Linked DNA regions of Ovis aries: region 2 is linked to region 1. A link is a contact called in public Hi-C data. All regions are on one chromosome and are shown on one strand. Each heading gives the region's core, a stretch centred on a gene start, on an enhancer-like site or on the middle of the called end of the contact. The rest is flanking DNA. Distances are from core to core; before and after follow the strand shown.

Region 1 (7,810 bases), core at 1,969-4,468:
GACAGTTTTAAAAAAGTAACAAATTCTTATTTAGGACAGCCTTTCTAAAATATCCTTATTTTTTAAATGTTTCTATGGATTGAGGAAGGGGCTTCCCCAGTGGCTTAGATGGTAAGGAGTCTCCCAGCAATGCAAAAGACCCCAGTTTGATCCTTGGGTTGGGAAGATCCCCTGGAGAAAGAAATGGCAACCCACTCCAGTATTCTTGCTTGAAGAATCCCATGGATAGAGGAGCCTGGAGAGCTATAGTCCATGGGGTTACAGAGAGTTGGACATGACTGATCAACTAACACACACACACACACACACACACACACACACACAACACACACACACATGGATTGAGGAAACTTCATCACAAATCAGAACAGCGAATCAGGAGCTCTGAGTTCAAATCCAGACTCTGATGTTCTTTAGGTCCTTTGGGAAAAGCATTTATTCTCTGCCCTCTGTTTTGCTATTTCCTAAATGAGGGGATTATGTTAGCTGATTTCTCATGGGCCTCTCAGGCTCTCACTGTCTCTGAGCTGCGCTTTCTCTGATTATAATGTGGAAGGCTGAGATCAGTTTCTATCACTTCTCAACCACTCATTTTATATAACATTTCATAATAAATGTTTCATCAGTTCCACCTGCAACTCAGCTAACAGCTCCCTCCCTAGGATCCATGAAGGCTTGTCATATCATACAAAACCCAGTAATTTTCCCACTAGTCCGGGAGTTTCCCAGGATTTTCTGCCAAAGATTATTTTGGCGTCTAACAATGCTTTGGAGCTTTCTGTCGTTAGTATTATTGTCAACAAAAAACATTTCTCAAGTTCACAAGGAAAATTACCAAATAAAGACAATAAAGACATGATTATTTACTGGGTAAAAGTCAGACCATATATGAAAGAACCACACTGTCCAAACAGCATCAATACATCAGGGAGTTGGGATGCAGATAAGGTGATTAAAACAGCAGCTTTGAGGGAGACATATTGTACTAGTAGCTAGCAGAGCAAAGGGCCAGCACCTCCCTTCTAATTGGTCCAGAAATAATCATTGACAGATTAAGATTACATAAGAAGGTGGAAAGGAAAGGAAAAGTATTAGTCAGTCAGTTGCGTCTGACTCTTCATGACCCCGTGGACTATAGCCTACCAGGCTTCTCTGTCCATCGAATTCTCCAGGCAAGAATACTGGAGTGGGTTGCCATTTCTGCCTGCAGGGGATCTTCCCAACCCAGGGACTGAACCTGGGTCTCCTGCATTGTTGGCAGATTCTTTACTGACTGAGCCACCAGGAAATCCATCTAAGAAGGTGGAGTATGGGAAGAAAGGAGAAGGGACATGCATTGGAGACGGAAATGGCAACCCACTCCAGTGTTCTTGCCTGGAGAATCCCAGGGATGGGGGAGCCTGGTGGGCTGCCGTCTCTGGGGTCACACAGAGTAGGACACAACTGAAACGACTTAGCAGCAACAGTAGTATACTATAAAAGAGGCTTCCCAGGTGGCTCAGTGGTAAGAATCTGCCTGCCAGTGCATAAGACATAGGTTTGATCCCTGGATCAGGAAGATTCCCTGGAAGAGGGAACAGCAACCCACTCCAGTATTCTTGCCTGGGAAATTCCAAAGGCAGAGGAGCCTAGGGGGCTACAGTCCAATTGGGTCAGCCATGATATAGCAACTAAACAAAATAGCAAGAATCCTCCAATACACGACTGCACCATAATACAAAAGGTGGCCCCCACAATAAAAAATTATCCAGCCCAAAAGGTCATTAGGGTTGAAGCTGAAAAACTTTGAATTAGAGAAAATTTGGGAGTAAGAATGAGAGGACATTTAGCACAGATGTTAAACATAAGGATGATGTTAACTTTGAGACCAAGAAGGAGAGAGAGGAGGTGCACGGCTTACTGACGTCTGGCAACACCATCCTTTCTGAGGCTTCAGAATCAGCATCAGGAAGCACGAATAACACAGATCCCAGCTGGGTTTGTTGCTATCCTGGGAGCAGAAGTGTGGCATGGAGGTGGGGCCCAGAGTCAGCCACTGCCCTTCCTCCTCTGCCTGGTGCCTGTGCCAAGCTGAAGGCTGCTCTGAAGGAGAAAGAATGAGAGCCAGTCTGAGGGGTGAAGGCACCAGGCACAGAGGCGAGGTAGGCAAAGCAGATTTGCTTCTTCAGGATGTACCGACTGAGGCCATGTGCTTTCCTGGCCTTGAGAAGCTGCGGATGTTAGAACAGGGCCACATAGCTGCTATCTGGGTTTAGCACATGGAATCCCTGACCTAAAGCGTTCTGGGTAGTTAAATAAACCCAGCGTAGTTAGGTAGGCCCAACAGATTTTTCTCCCAACCTCATCTCCTAGTCTCCACTGCCCTCCTCTTCACTCCAGCCAAGCCAGCCTCCTTCATTAATCAGGAACACTCTTGCCTCAGGGCCTTTGCACGAGCTGCTTGCTGCCCTTGCCTGGAGTTCTCCTCCCTACACCCACATAGCTAATACCTTCACATACTCCACGTCTCTGCTCAGATGCCAGCTTCTCCATAGGCTAACCACCCAACTCAAAATACAACCCATCCTGCCAAACACATTCCTCAAGCCCAGTCCCAGCAACACTCATCACTATTTCCAGTGCTATATATAATTGTCGGCTTCCTTTATTCAATATTTATCTCTCCCCATCGGAATGTATGCTTGAGAGTTAGAAATTTTAGTATGCCTTCTTCACTGATGAATCCCAGAATTCAGTAGAGTGCCTGGCATATACATGCCTTTACATACTCACTGTGCTTTAAACCTGTGTGCCATGGCTATTCATTCCATTGCTAGTATGCCTTATGAATTAATATTTTAAATAAACCTTATAGTTATATAATGAATAATACAAATTGAATTGAATTTTTCCATTAAAATGATAATTTTATTCAGTGTAAACATTTTAGATACACAAGTTTATTAAATCTACTTAGGCAAGCCATATAAAAAAAAAATTTTTTTAATGAACAGGGACCCTTTAAGAATGAAAGCAGGAGAGCCTCTATGTCCTGTTTTCCTCACTAATAGATAAACTCACAGGGCTATTCACAATGGTGCAGCATTCATAGAATCAACAAGCTTCCAAACAGGGTGGGACTATTTTGGTTTAAAGTCGTGCTCTGCACATAGCATAGGGTAATCATGAGACCAGTGAAGCAATCAGAGATATCTAATGGCTGGGAACAGAACGTTCTTTGAAATCAACTCTGACATGAGCAGACAGTCCCGCCTTCCTTCAAACCATCCTGAAGGGGAAGTATGTCGGCTTGGACAGTAATGAAACAGGGTGGGAATTCCCCCTTCCCTTTAGTCTACTTTACAGACAAACTTCGTGAGGGTGAAAGATGGGTCATTTCCATCCACAGATGCTTTAGCGTGAAGCCAACACTGCCTGAGAAGTAAATATTGGAGAATAAGTGAAACTAACTTGAGTTCCCTGCAAAACAGAATTTTTAGAAAAACAAGTGGCATTAAAAATTGCCAACCTTTAGACACTGCTGTTTCATAGCGTCACCGATAGATGGCAGCACGTGATCCATCTTTCTTCATCAATAACTGCATTCAAAGGTATTTTTCTCAGTAAAGGTCCACTTCTCCATCCTTCAGCTCCTCTGAAACTGTCCCTGTCATCAAGCAGCAATTTAGGTGTGCAACAAAATCATAGGGTTTTTTCCCCCTCTCTTTATCTAGATAGAGCTTACCAAATAAGTTGGTAACTAGTTATCTCGGGAAGAGTCGAAAGGCACAGGGAGCGATTTTTGTGATTTTCCTTTTTAGGAGAGCTTTAACGTGAATGAACACTAATATTTGAATGATTTATGCTGAGTTGACCACTGCAATTCCTTCCAGCCCCAAACATTTCTGATCTGTGACCCAAAAAGTTCCAAAGGGTGTTTCCAATAGAAAAAAAATTATTTTCCCTAGAAAATATTTGGCTTGGCTCATATTTTAAAAATAAACAACAACAAAAAAAAACCCCCAAATCAAACGATCCTTTGGGTAAATAAAAGTATTCAACAAAGAAAATCAAAACCTGGTAGACAGCCCACTAGAGTAGTACTTTAAAAAAAAAGAAAAAGAAAAACAGAGTTTTTTAAGCTACTAGTCACAATTAATCCATGTTTTGGAAATCACCTATGTAGGCCATAACAAGCATTGTAGAATACTTTATATTATGATTCAATATATTATTACAATACAATATAACATGCTACAATATATACAATACGGGCTTCCCAGATGGCTTAAGCGGTAAAGAATCCCCCTGAGTCAGGAGACTCAGGAGACACAGGTTTGATTCCTGGGTTAGGAAGATCCCCTGGAGAAGGAAATGGCAGCCCACTGCATTATTCTTGCCTGGAAAATTCCATGGACAGAGGACCTTGGCAGGCTATCGTCAATGGGGTTGCAAAGAGCTGGACATGACTGAGAGACTGAACGCACACATGCACAATACATCAGCGTGTATCCCTGCGTATAGGGTTCTAAGGTAAAACTCCTCTGTTGGCTCATGGCCAAAGAAAAGTTACAAAACTTGGCCATGGAGGGCTGTGTTTGCTTTAAACATGTGCATTTTCTATTGAAAAAAATTTACAAATAGAATTTGGGGTCAGTGTTACTGGCATAAAACAGCAAGCTAAATTGAGGGTCTCCCCAACCACTGGTTTACAAATATAGAGAATTAGGCCATTTATCATTATTGTTATCCATGTATTCACAATTTTCCATAACAATCCTATTATCAGGCATTTTGTCTTATTCTGCCATAAACATATTCATACTCATGAATTTATATGTCTGAAATTTCAGTTTAGAAAAACCTAGTCACTGATTTACTGATAGGCCAGGGGTCAAAACTTAAATGTCTAAAGGAGCTGGTCAGGTAAAATGAATAAAACAGGCCAGCAGAAGCAAAGGACTAAATTTGGATTTTATAGGAAATATGTGATTTTCTAAAGTTGAAAAGTAACATTTAAAAATGAAAGAAAAAAAAAGCTGGATCTGCTTTCAACTAAATTATATCCCTCATGAATTTATATGTTGAAACCCTAACTCTCAAAATGACTATATTTGGAGACAGGGTCCTAAGGAAGTAATTACGGTTAAGTGAAATCTAAGTCTAGGGCCCCAATCCAATAGGAAGAATGGCCTTATCAGAAGAGGAAGAGAGAAAAATATCCTATGCACACATTAAGGAAAAGCTATGTAAGCCCGTGGACTGTAAGGAGATCCAACCAGTCCATTCTAAAGGAGATCAGTCCTGGGTGTTCTTTGGCAGGAATGATACTAACGCTGAAACTCCAGTACTTTGGCCACCTCATCCGAAGAGCTGACTCATTGGAAAAGACTCTGATGCTGGGAGGGATTGGGGGCAGGAGGAGAAGCGGACGACAGAGGATGAGATGTCTGGATGGCATCACCGACCTGATGGACATGAATTTGGATAAACTCCGGGAGTTGGTGATGGACAGGGAGGCCTGTCGTGCTGTGATTCATGGGGTCGCAAAGAGTCGGACACGACAGAGCGACTGAACTGAACTGAACTGATGTAAGCCCATGGCAAAATGGTGGCTGTCTACCAGCCATGCAGAGAGCCCTCACCTGGAATTGTAACTGCCAGCACGTGGTTTTGGACTTCTAGCCTCCAAAACTGTGAGAAATGTGTTTCTGTTGTTGAAGCCAACCAGTTTGTGGTATTTTGTGACAGCAGCTAGAACATTCTAATACAAGGCCTAAGACCTAGATATGCCCAAGATTCTTCAGTTTGCAACCTCTGCCTCAGTTACACTTCAGCTTGAGTGATGTAAGCCTAACTGGGGTAAGTGTCTGAAGTCACTTTAAGGCATCAATCCTCACAATGGCTATGAAATCTCAATACAACTGTGACAGGATATTTGTTCATAAAACAAATATTTCAAGAGTATGTGATCAAAACTTGTTTGACGGTGAGTAAAGTAAGGAAAAGAAAAGCTACCTTGAGAACTTAGAGAAGAAATATGACCGTTTCCAGAAGAGGTGATCTTCATAGTTTCAGAATGAGTGCTCTCCTCAGCCCTATGCAGGCAGGCTGGAGAGGGATTGGCAGGCATCCGGCAGGACAGGGCCTGTCGGATCTGGCTTTCACTTTCTTCTTCCTTTCCTGTTCCAAGTCATCGGTCCTCACCCTGTCCCATTGCAATTCACACATTATTTGGTTTAATCCCATGGTTTTCAAGATTTCATTCATTTTTGGACAATTTTTTAATACTTAGAAAGTGTTCACTTTGTGTTATGCACACATCTAGGTTCTGAGATACATCTGTGAAGAAAACAGACGAAATTTCTTGTGTTCACAGCATTTCCATCCTAGTTGGGTGAGACAGATGATCAACAAAGTAAATAAAACATGTGATGTGCTAGAAGGCAGTAAGGTACCTTCTAGCAGGATCGTTTGAGAGTACTTAATTCTGCTCCGTGTGCATGCATGCTTAGTTGCTCAGTTGTGTCCGACTCTTTGGCCACCCCATCGACTGTAGCCCACCAGGCTCCTCTGTCCGTGGGATTCTCCAGGCAAAAATACTGGAGTGGGTTGTCATTCCCTTCTCCAGGGGATCTTCCCGACCCAGGGATTGAACCCTGGTCTCCTGAATTACAGGCAAATTCTTTACCATCTGAGCCACCAGGGAAGCCATTGCGAGTTTTAATTAATTTAATAAACTATGTGATTCAATCATCTTTATTCAACTTGTGAGCCTTTCTTTGAGAGCTTGCCTAGTTGTGACCCTTAAGGTTGTCATAGCCGTGGAATAATTTTCCACGTGACAAAAATGAAAAGTGCTTTAGCATCAAAAATAGAGCACAAAAGGGAGATGGAGGGGGGGTAGTTTAAATAGAGTGGTCAAGAAAAATCTGATTGAGAAGGCAACATTTGAGCAAAGACTTGAAGGGGTTTAAGGAGCAAGACAGGCAGATAGCCATCCTCAGGAAGATCAGTCCAGACGTGGGACCTGTATATACAAAGAGCCCCAGTTGTGAGCTTTTCTGGCAAGCTCCAGGGACAGCAAGGAGGCCTGCCAGAAGTCAAGGGAGAGAGAGCACAGAGACTGTCCCAAGAGGCCCTGTAGATCCCTATGAGAATTTTGGCTTTTTACTCTAAAATGATTATCTTCCCTGGTGGCTCAGTGATTAAGAATTGCCTGCTGATGCATGAAATGAGGGTTTGATCCCTGGGTCAGGAAGATTGCCTAGAGGAGGAAATGACAACTCCCTCCAGTATTTTTGCCTGGGAAATCCCATGGACAGAGGAGCCTACAATCCATGCTATAGCAAGAGAGTGGGACACAACTTAGTGACTCAACAGCAACAATTAAAATGATTGTCGCTGGGAAGTTTTGGACAGGAGAGTGGTTGGATTGACGTTTTAACATGATCAGTCTGGTTACTGTATACTAGAAAGGAGCAGGGTCAGGGAAGGGAGGTCATTGCAGGGCAGGAGACGATTGCAATGATCCAGGCAAAAGGTGATGGTGGCTCAGACCAAGATGGTGCCAGTAGTGGTGGTAAGACGTGATAAGCCTCTGGAAATGTTTTGGAAGCAGAGCTAACCAAGTTGGCTATCAGATTAGATGTGAGAACTGAGAAGGGAAGGAATCAGTGGTGAATCCAAGGATTTAAACCTTAACCACTGGAGGTAGAGATACCATTAACTATAGGAGGAGAAAATTGGGAAAAGTTAGTATCTTTTTACTGAAGAAGGAACTGAAACTTTAATAGGAAGTGAGTTGTTGGAGCCAAGAATCTACTCAAGT
Region 2 (7,810 bases), core at 3,030-5,529, 280 kb after region 1:
GTTCAGAGAAGTTAAGCAACAGGGCCTGTGGGGAAACAAGCTCTGATGACTGGGGTCCTCCATGGTGCCAGTCTCCATCTCTAGGGAGGGGGTGCATCAGCCCTCGGAACTGGAGGGAAGAGCTCTTAGGAGACGCTGGGGATGCTGGAGACCTTCCTGTTGTTGATGGTAAATTCAGCCTTGGGAATTAGCTAAAGGCAGAAGTTTCCATCTCCCAGATGCGATGCTGTGATTTCTAATAAGAAATACATCTTTGGCTTTGTCCTGGTTCCTGGCACAGAGCTCCTGAAACTCTTGTAAATTCCTAAGTGGTAAGTACACTAGGGGGCTCCCCTGGTGGCTCAGACAGTAAAGAATCTGCCTGCAATGCAGGAGACCTGAGTTCGATCCCTGGGTCAGGAAGATCCCCTGAAGAAGGGCATGGCTATCCCCTCCAGTATTCTTACATAGAGTAGGACAAGATTGAGTGACTACCCTTTCACTTTCAAGAACACTAGGAGCATCTCTTGTGCTAATGAGGAGATTCTGAGAGCACTCTTGCATGGGGGCTGGTCATCAGAAAGACTAAATCATGATTAGATGCTTGGCATTTTCAGCCTCATCCTCTCAACCACACCTCTCTAGAAAGAGGAGAGGGCCTGGAAATGGAGTGAAGGTGCCATCATGCCTACATGCCTACATGCCTCCAGGGAAATCCCAAAGTAAGGGGTTCAGAGAACTTCCCAGGTGGTGAACACATCCCTGTACCAGCTGGTGATGCTCCCCAACTCCACGGGGACAGATGCTCCTGAATCCATGACCCTTCCAGAACTCACCCTATGTAGCGCTTCATCAGGCTGCTCATCTGTACCCTTTAACAAACTAGTAAACAAAAGTGTGTCCCTGAGCTCTGTGAGCTGTTCTAGTAAATAATCAAGTCCCAGGGGGAGAAGATCAGGTGTGTAGCCGTGTCCAGCAGAAGCTGTGGAAACCTGAGGACCTCCACTTGCATTTGGCTTCTGAGGTGGGGGAAGGGGCAGTCTTTTGGGACTGAACCCTTCACCTGTGGGGTCAGACACTACCTCTAGGTAGACAGCACAGAACTGAGTTAAACTGTAGGACACCCAGCTGGTGTCACAGAAATTGCTTAGTATGGGAAACCCTGACACCCATTTCATGTCAGAAGTGTAGTGAGTGTGGTAGTTGTGTCAGAGACACAGAGGAGGGAAGGTTGGATAGTTTTCTAAGCCACCATCCCAGGCTGGAACCCATCCAGAAATCGAAGCATAGTTGCGCCAACTGTGTTGGGATTCTAGAAATTCTGTATTACGCCAGTTTTAGTTACCTGTGATCTATTTGTAGTCCTGTACACTTATGATATGCAATGTTGTTGTTCAGTCGCCAAGTCGTGTCCGACTCTTTGCGACCCCATGGACTGCAGCTCGCCAGGCTTCCCTGTCCATCACCATCTCCCGGAGTTTGCCCAAATTCATGTCCATTGAATCGGTAATGCCATCCAACCATCTCATCCTCTGTCATCCTCTTCCCCTCCTGCCTTCAACCTTTCTCAATATCAAGGTCTTTTCCAGTAAGTCAGCAGTTCACATCAGGTGGCCAAAGTATTGGCGCTTCAGTAAGTCTTTTAAAGTCAAAAGGACCTGGGGAGCTTTCTTCAGAGATGACTAGGAAGGGAGGGACCCCAGGATGGGGTGCTGGCCTGGCCCTCAAGGGACAGGAAGGGTTGGGAAAGCAGGCTGAGTCATTGCAGGCTGCAATCAAGAAAGAACAAACCGAGGGACCCCAGAGATGTGTGCTTGACAAGAGGCTATAAGCTGAGTAAGAAATAGAGAATCAAAGTCCTCTGACAGGTAAGGGGCCGGAGAGGGAGGAACCAGGCCTCACACCTGGGTGGGAACAACTAATCAACCTGTCAAAACCTATTTCCCATCAAGGGAGGGCTGGCAGCTACCTGGCTGGCTTGGCGAATGGTGTGTACTGATTGTAAGGGGTGAGGGTCAAGCTTGGAGAGAGCATCTTGGAGAGGGTGCTTGTTTCAAGGCCACGGGGACGGACACCAGAGAAAGTTGCTGCTACCTGTCACTGGTTCTCTGTGGATTAGTGGTTACCAGCCTGGGCCGTTGGTACAAAGGTAAGTCAGAGTCAGCAAAAGCAATAGACTTTATATCACAGATAAGCCTTGTACTCTTGGTGAGATTATTGTACAATCCATTTTACATGAAAAGGAAATGACTTTTGAGGCCCTCCTTTCCCACCCAGCAGGAAGGCGTGAGAATTGAGCCCTACAACACTCTGCCTCCCCTTCCGTAGATAAACTTCCCTGCTCCCTCCCTCCATGCTCTTCCTTACACCTGCCTGGCCAAACCCCACCCTGGTTAACCCCACCCTCTATGGAACAACAGACTGGTTCCAAATAGGAAAAGGAGTACGTCAAGGCTGTATATTGTCACCCTGCTTATTTAACTTCTATGCAGAGTACATCATGAGAAATGCTGGACTGGAAGAAACACAAGCTGGCATCAAGATTGCTGGGAGAAATATCAATAACCTCAGATATGCAGATGACACCACCCTTATAGCAGAAAGTGAGGAGGAGAGTAAAAAAGTGGGCTTAAAGCTCAACATTCAGAAAACGAAGATCATGGCATCCAGTCCCATCACTTCATGGCAAATAGATGGGGAAACAATAGAAACAGTGTCAGACTTTGTTTTTTTGGGCTCCAGAATCACTGCAGATGGTGACTGCAGCCATGAAATTAAAAGACTCTTACTCCTTGGAAGAAAAGTTATGACCAACCTAGATAGTACATTCAAAAGCAGAGACATTACTTTGCCGACTAAGGTCCGTCTAGTCAAGGCTATGGTTTTTCCATTGGTCATGTATCGATGTGAGAGTTGGACTGTGAAGAAGGCTGAGCACCGAAGAGTTGATGCTTTTGAACTGTGGTGTTGGAGAAGACTCTTGAGAGTCCCTTGGACTGCAAGGAGATCCAACCAGTCCATTCTGAAGGAGATCAGTCCTGGGATTTCTTTGGAAGGAATGATGCTAAAGCTGAAACTCCAGTACTTTGGCCACCTCATGTGAAGAGTTGACTCATTGGAAAAGACTCTGATGCTGGGAGGGATTGGGGGCAGGAGGAGAAGGGGATGACAGAGGATGAGATGGCTGGATGGCATCACTGACTCGATGGACGTAAATCTGAGTGAACTCCGGAAGTTGGTGATGGACAGGGAGGCCTGGCATGCTGCAATTCATGGGGTCGCAAAGAGTCAGACATGACTGAGCAACTGAACTGAACTATCACTCTGTGCCTGCAGCCCTACCCCCGCACAGGGCTAGAAAAAACACCCCACCATGGCAGCTGGTCTTATTTTAAATTCATGGCAGCAGATATCTGAGATTCTGCTAGGCCCATACTAACCCAAGCAGTTCTGTCATATTTCCCGAGTCAGCTCGCTCCCGTGACCTTGTAGATGACGATCACGTACCTTCCCCCCTCTTCAAACTTCCATCGCATTCTCCCTCTTCCTGACTCTGCTAAACATTTGCTTCCATTTTATGGTGAAAGTTGAAGCAACCAAAAGAGAAATTCCACACCCTGTCATCTCCCCATTCACCCACCCACCCCACCTGCCTAGGTGCTCAGACCATTTGCCTTCCCTTCTGCAACTCTGGAGGAGCAGCTCATGATCATTAGGTCAATAAAAACCAATTCTGTACATTATGTCCCATCCCTTTTCACCTACTCACGGACACCATGGCCCACCTGATCTCATGCCTCAGTCCTTTCCCTCCTGTCTTAGCGCAGTCCCCATAACATACAAACATGCTAGAATAGCTCCCATGTTACACACACACATCTTCTGAAATCTACTTTCCCCCCCGAGTTATTATCCCACTTGTCCCTTTTCTTTTAGAGCAAAATGCCTTAAAGAGTTTTTTAATCCTTTGTGATCTCCACTTTCATTCTTCCCATGCTCTCTAGAACCCACTCCAGTCAGACTTCTGCCTGACTCTCCCACTGCAAGAGTTCTGGGCAAAGACAGCAACCGGCACATGGTCAAGCCCCAGGGTCACTGCAGAGTCTTTTTTGTCTCATCCATTCGCAGTATCTGTTGTCCCTCTCTCCCTTCTTGAAACACTAACTTCATTTGGCTGGTCGGTCATGACTTCCTCTTGGTTTTCCTCTGAATGCACTGGCCTCTTTTTATTGTCCACTGAACTTCATCCTCACATGAACTCTGGATGTGGGGAGTGCCTCAGGGTAGAGTCCTCTGACCTTTTTTCAGCTCAGACTACATTCACTTCCTCAGCTTTCAGTGTGACTCTGGCCAGCAACTCCCATACCGACATCTCTAACCAGACTCTCCCCTGAATTCCAGGATCCTGAATCTATCTGTTGGACACCTCTGATAACCCATGGACAGTGCTTCAGCAGTTGGCCTCCAGAATCTATTTGTGATGGAAGCCTAGCCCTTCCAGTTAGCAGATGCATGAACAGAAAAGTGTTGACATATTAAGTGTGACTACTGGTCTTGAAAAGGCTTCTCTGTGAGGTTGATCCTTGGTTGGTATCTAGCAACTTGGATTTTGAGACTGTTCACTCCATTTCCCAAATTGATAAGCGTGCCTCCTGTGCCTGAACTGGGCAAGCAGTACAATTCACGCTGAATATCTGCTTTCCTTCTGGGAGCCTGGAATTTGTACACATGCTGGGCAGAGATCGTCTACACAACCAGCCTCCAGTAAGTATCCAGGCATTGAGTCACTAATGAGCTTCCTTGGGAGTCACTTCACATGTGTTGTCACCACTCTTTGTTGGGGACATTAGTGCATCCTGGGTGACTGTATCAGGAGGGGACTCTTGGAAGCTTGTGTCTGGTTTCCCCTCAACTTTGTTCTCTGTGCCTTTTTCCTTTGCTTATTTTACTTGGTATCTTTTCACTGTAATGGATCACAGCCATGAGCATGACTGCATGCTGAGTCCTGTAAGTCGTCCTAGCAGATCACTCAACCTGGGGTAGGTCTCAGGGATGCCCAACATACATATGTCTCTGAACTAGTCACTTCATCTTCCTGTGCTTTGGTTTCCTCATCTGTAAAGTGGGAATAATAATAGCATTCAATCCCAGGGACAGAGGAGCCCGGTGGGCTGCCGTCTATGGGGTCACACAGAGTCAGACACGACCGAAGCAACTTAGCAGCAGCAGCAGCAGCATGTGAGGTTTATACAAGTGAATACACATAAAGAACTTAAAACAGTGCCTGACTGATGGTAAACACAGATATCATGTCATCTCAAACGTAAGTGTCTAAGAATGTACAGTTAGGTAAGATGAGAGCCAGGGTAAGAAGCTGAATATCTCTGACTTTTTGGTTTTACTATGGACATTATACTCCTGTCATGTCTCAAACATTTAAATTACTCTGGACTCTATATACATTCAGCCATCTGGAATAATTCCATTCTGTAAGCCATCTGATGGTTTACCTACAGAGACAGTGATTAGAAGTTCATCACTCAGTTTGTCTTCTTGAATAGTCATAAAAATACATATGACAAATTCAATCTGTAAGAATATAATTGCAAGACATTTATGGACTATAATCTATTTTTATCCTAGAGGGCACTGTGCTGTGGACAAACTCAGAGACTGCTATTCAAAAGGTGACACTTTTACAACAGAGTCTTCAATTTTTCTCCCTAAGCATTTATGAAGGCTGCTCTGTGCAAAGCTCTATAAGGCACGATGTTGCTGTTGTTCAGTTGCTCAGTGGTATCTGACTCTTTTCAGCCCCATGGACTGCAGCACGCCAGGCTTCCCTGTCCTTCACCATTTCCCCGAGCTTGCTCAAACTCATGTCCACTGAGTCAGTGATGCCATCTAATCATCTTGTCCTCTGTCATCCCCTTCTCCTCCTGCCTTCAATCTTTCCCAGCATTAAGGTCTTTTCCAATGAGTTGGCTCTTCGCATCAGGTGGCCAAATTATTGGAGCTTCAGCTTCAGCATCTGTCCTTCCAATGAACATTCAGGCCTGATTTCCTTTAGGACTGACTGGTTTGATCTCCTTGCAGTCCAAAGGACTCTCAAGAATTTTCTTCAACACCACAGCTCAAAAGCATTAATATTTTAGCACACGGCCTTCTTTATGGTCCAACTCTCACATCCATACATGACTACCGGAAAAACCATAGCTTTGACTAGACAGGCCATATCAGCAAAGTAATGTCTCTGCTTTTTAATATGCTGTCTAGGTTGGTCATAGCTATTCTTCCAAGGAGCAAGCTTTTTTTTAATTTTGTGGCTGCAGTCACCATCTGCAGTGATTTTGGAGCCCAAGACGATAAAGCCTGGCACTGTTTCCCCATGTATTTGCCATGAAGTGATTGGACAGGATGCCACGATCTTTGTTTTCTGAATGTTGAGTTTTATGCCAGCTTTTTCCCTCTCTTTCACCTTCATCAAGAGGCTCTTTAGTTCCTCTTTGCTTTCTGCCATAAAGCAGAAATGATGTTACTGAGAAATGTCATTTAGTATTGCAGATAGTGACCATCACTGACCTTTCCACTTAGTAATAGAGGGGCTGCCCATCAGACACCACCCAGCTTCCTCCAGACTTCAGGGAATCCCAGACAGGACTTCAAACTCATTTCTCTCTCGCATGCCACAAAGCAGGGCAGGGGAGGCTCATTGTTCCTGATTAAGCACGCACTGGTTCTCCCCACATTACCTCTCCCAGGTCTTTCTCCAGCTGCTCTTATCTTCGTGTCCAGGACCAGGCATGTCAGTCTACATGACCCATCTGTTCACACCTGTCTGTTACTCCGTGACTCTGCTCTCCTTGATACCCTTCTGTGACGGGGGGAGTCAACTAGTACAGCCAAACCAGATTCACAAAGGGAATTCTCCAGGAAAGCCCTGTGAATATGGTTATCTGTCCATGCCTCTCAAATAAGGAATCCCAGCGTAGGATGTTCCCTTTACTCTCACTTCCCTCTTTCTCCTCCTCTCATTAGGTGACAGTGCAGGGAACTAGGCTCTGAAGTCTGTGAGCCAGAGCCCTTCAGTTCTGATTACAGCCAGTAGGGGGTGCCTGTGAGGTGAGGAAAGGTGGGTAGGCGCCAACCTGTGGAGCCACCTTGTTTCCAGAAGAGGACAGTTGTGAGAAGCAAGTGGCCATCAAGGTTTGAGTTTAGAATTAGTGTTTCGAGTAATGAATCAAAGACAACTCCAGCTTGGCTGTAGTGTTGATATCTTCCAGCTGCTGCTTGTTCTGCGGCTGAGGGTATCATCGCGAAAGGATGGTGTGCGAAAAATGTGAAAAGAAGCTTGGTACTGTTATCACTCCAGATACATGGAAAGATGGTGCAAGGAATACCACAGAAAGCGGTGGAAGAAAGCTGAACGAAAATAAGGCTTTGACCTCAAAAAAAAGCAAGGTTTGATCCGTATGGAAAGAATAAGTTCTCCACTTGCAGAATTTGTAAAAGTTCTGTACACCAACCCCGTTCTCATTATTGCCAGGGCTGTGCCTACAAAAAGGGCATCTGCGCTATGTGTGGAAAAAAGGTTTTGGATACCAAAAACTACAAGCAAACGTCTGTTTAGATGTATTGACGTTTCGGGTTTTCCGTATGATTTTACTTTTTGCTTTGAATTTTCAGGGCATAACTTAGATGTTCAAGTTACAAGATAACATGTCTTAAGACAAATAAACCAGGGAAGTAGAAAAAAAAAAGACAACTCCACCAGGTCCTAGTATGTCCTGATTCCTGTCCTCCCCCACCTCCATCACTTCCCAACACAGCA

Evidence for each region. Hi-C and Micro-C count contacts between places; a contact is called where the count stands out from the background.
Region 2: a Hi-C map of mesenteric adipose tissue shows a contact between it and region 1, with 4 times the contacts expected there. The contact joins two enhancer-like sites. A contact is called at or near these places in 13 of 16 Hi-C or Micro-C datasets (blood, hypothalamus, liver and 6 more).

What each region holds. Positions count from the first base shown.
Region 1 is chr8:62,849,338-62,857,147 of ARS-UI_Ramb_v3.0, forward strand. No RefSeq gene overlaps it. Among named protein-coding and RNA genes, the nearest start is that of TNFAIP3, 170 kb to the right of the region's middle. Within about 2 kb of position 3,219, at least 8 of the 54 cell types and tissues checked have an H3K27ac peak or open chromatin away from gene starts, as enhancers often do.
Region 2 is chr8:63,124,687-63,132,496 of ARS-UI_Ramb_v3.0, forward strand. It overlaps the pseudogene LOC101113418. Among named protein-coding and RNA genes, the nearest start is that of PERP, 75 kb to the right of the region's middle. Within about 2 kb of position 4,280, at least 5 of the 54 cell types and tissues checked have an H3K27ac peak or open chromatin away from gene starts, as enhancers often do.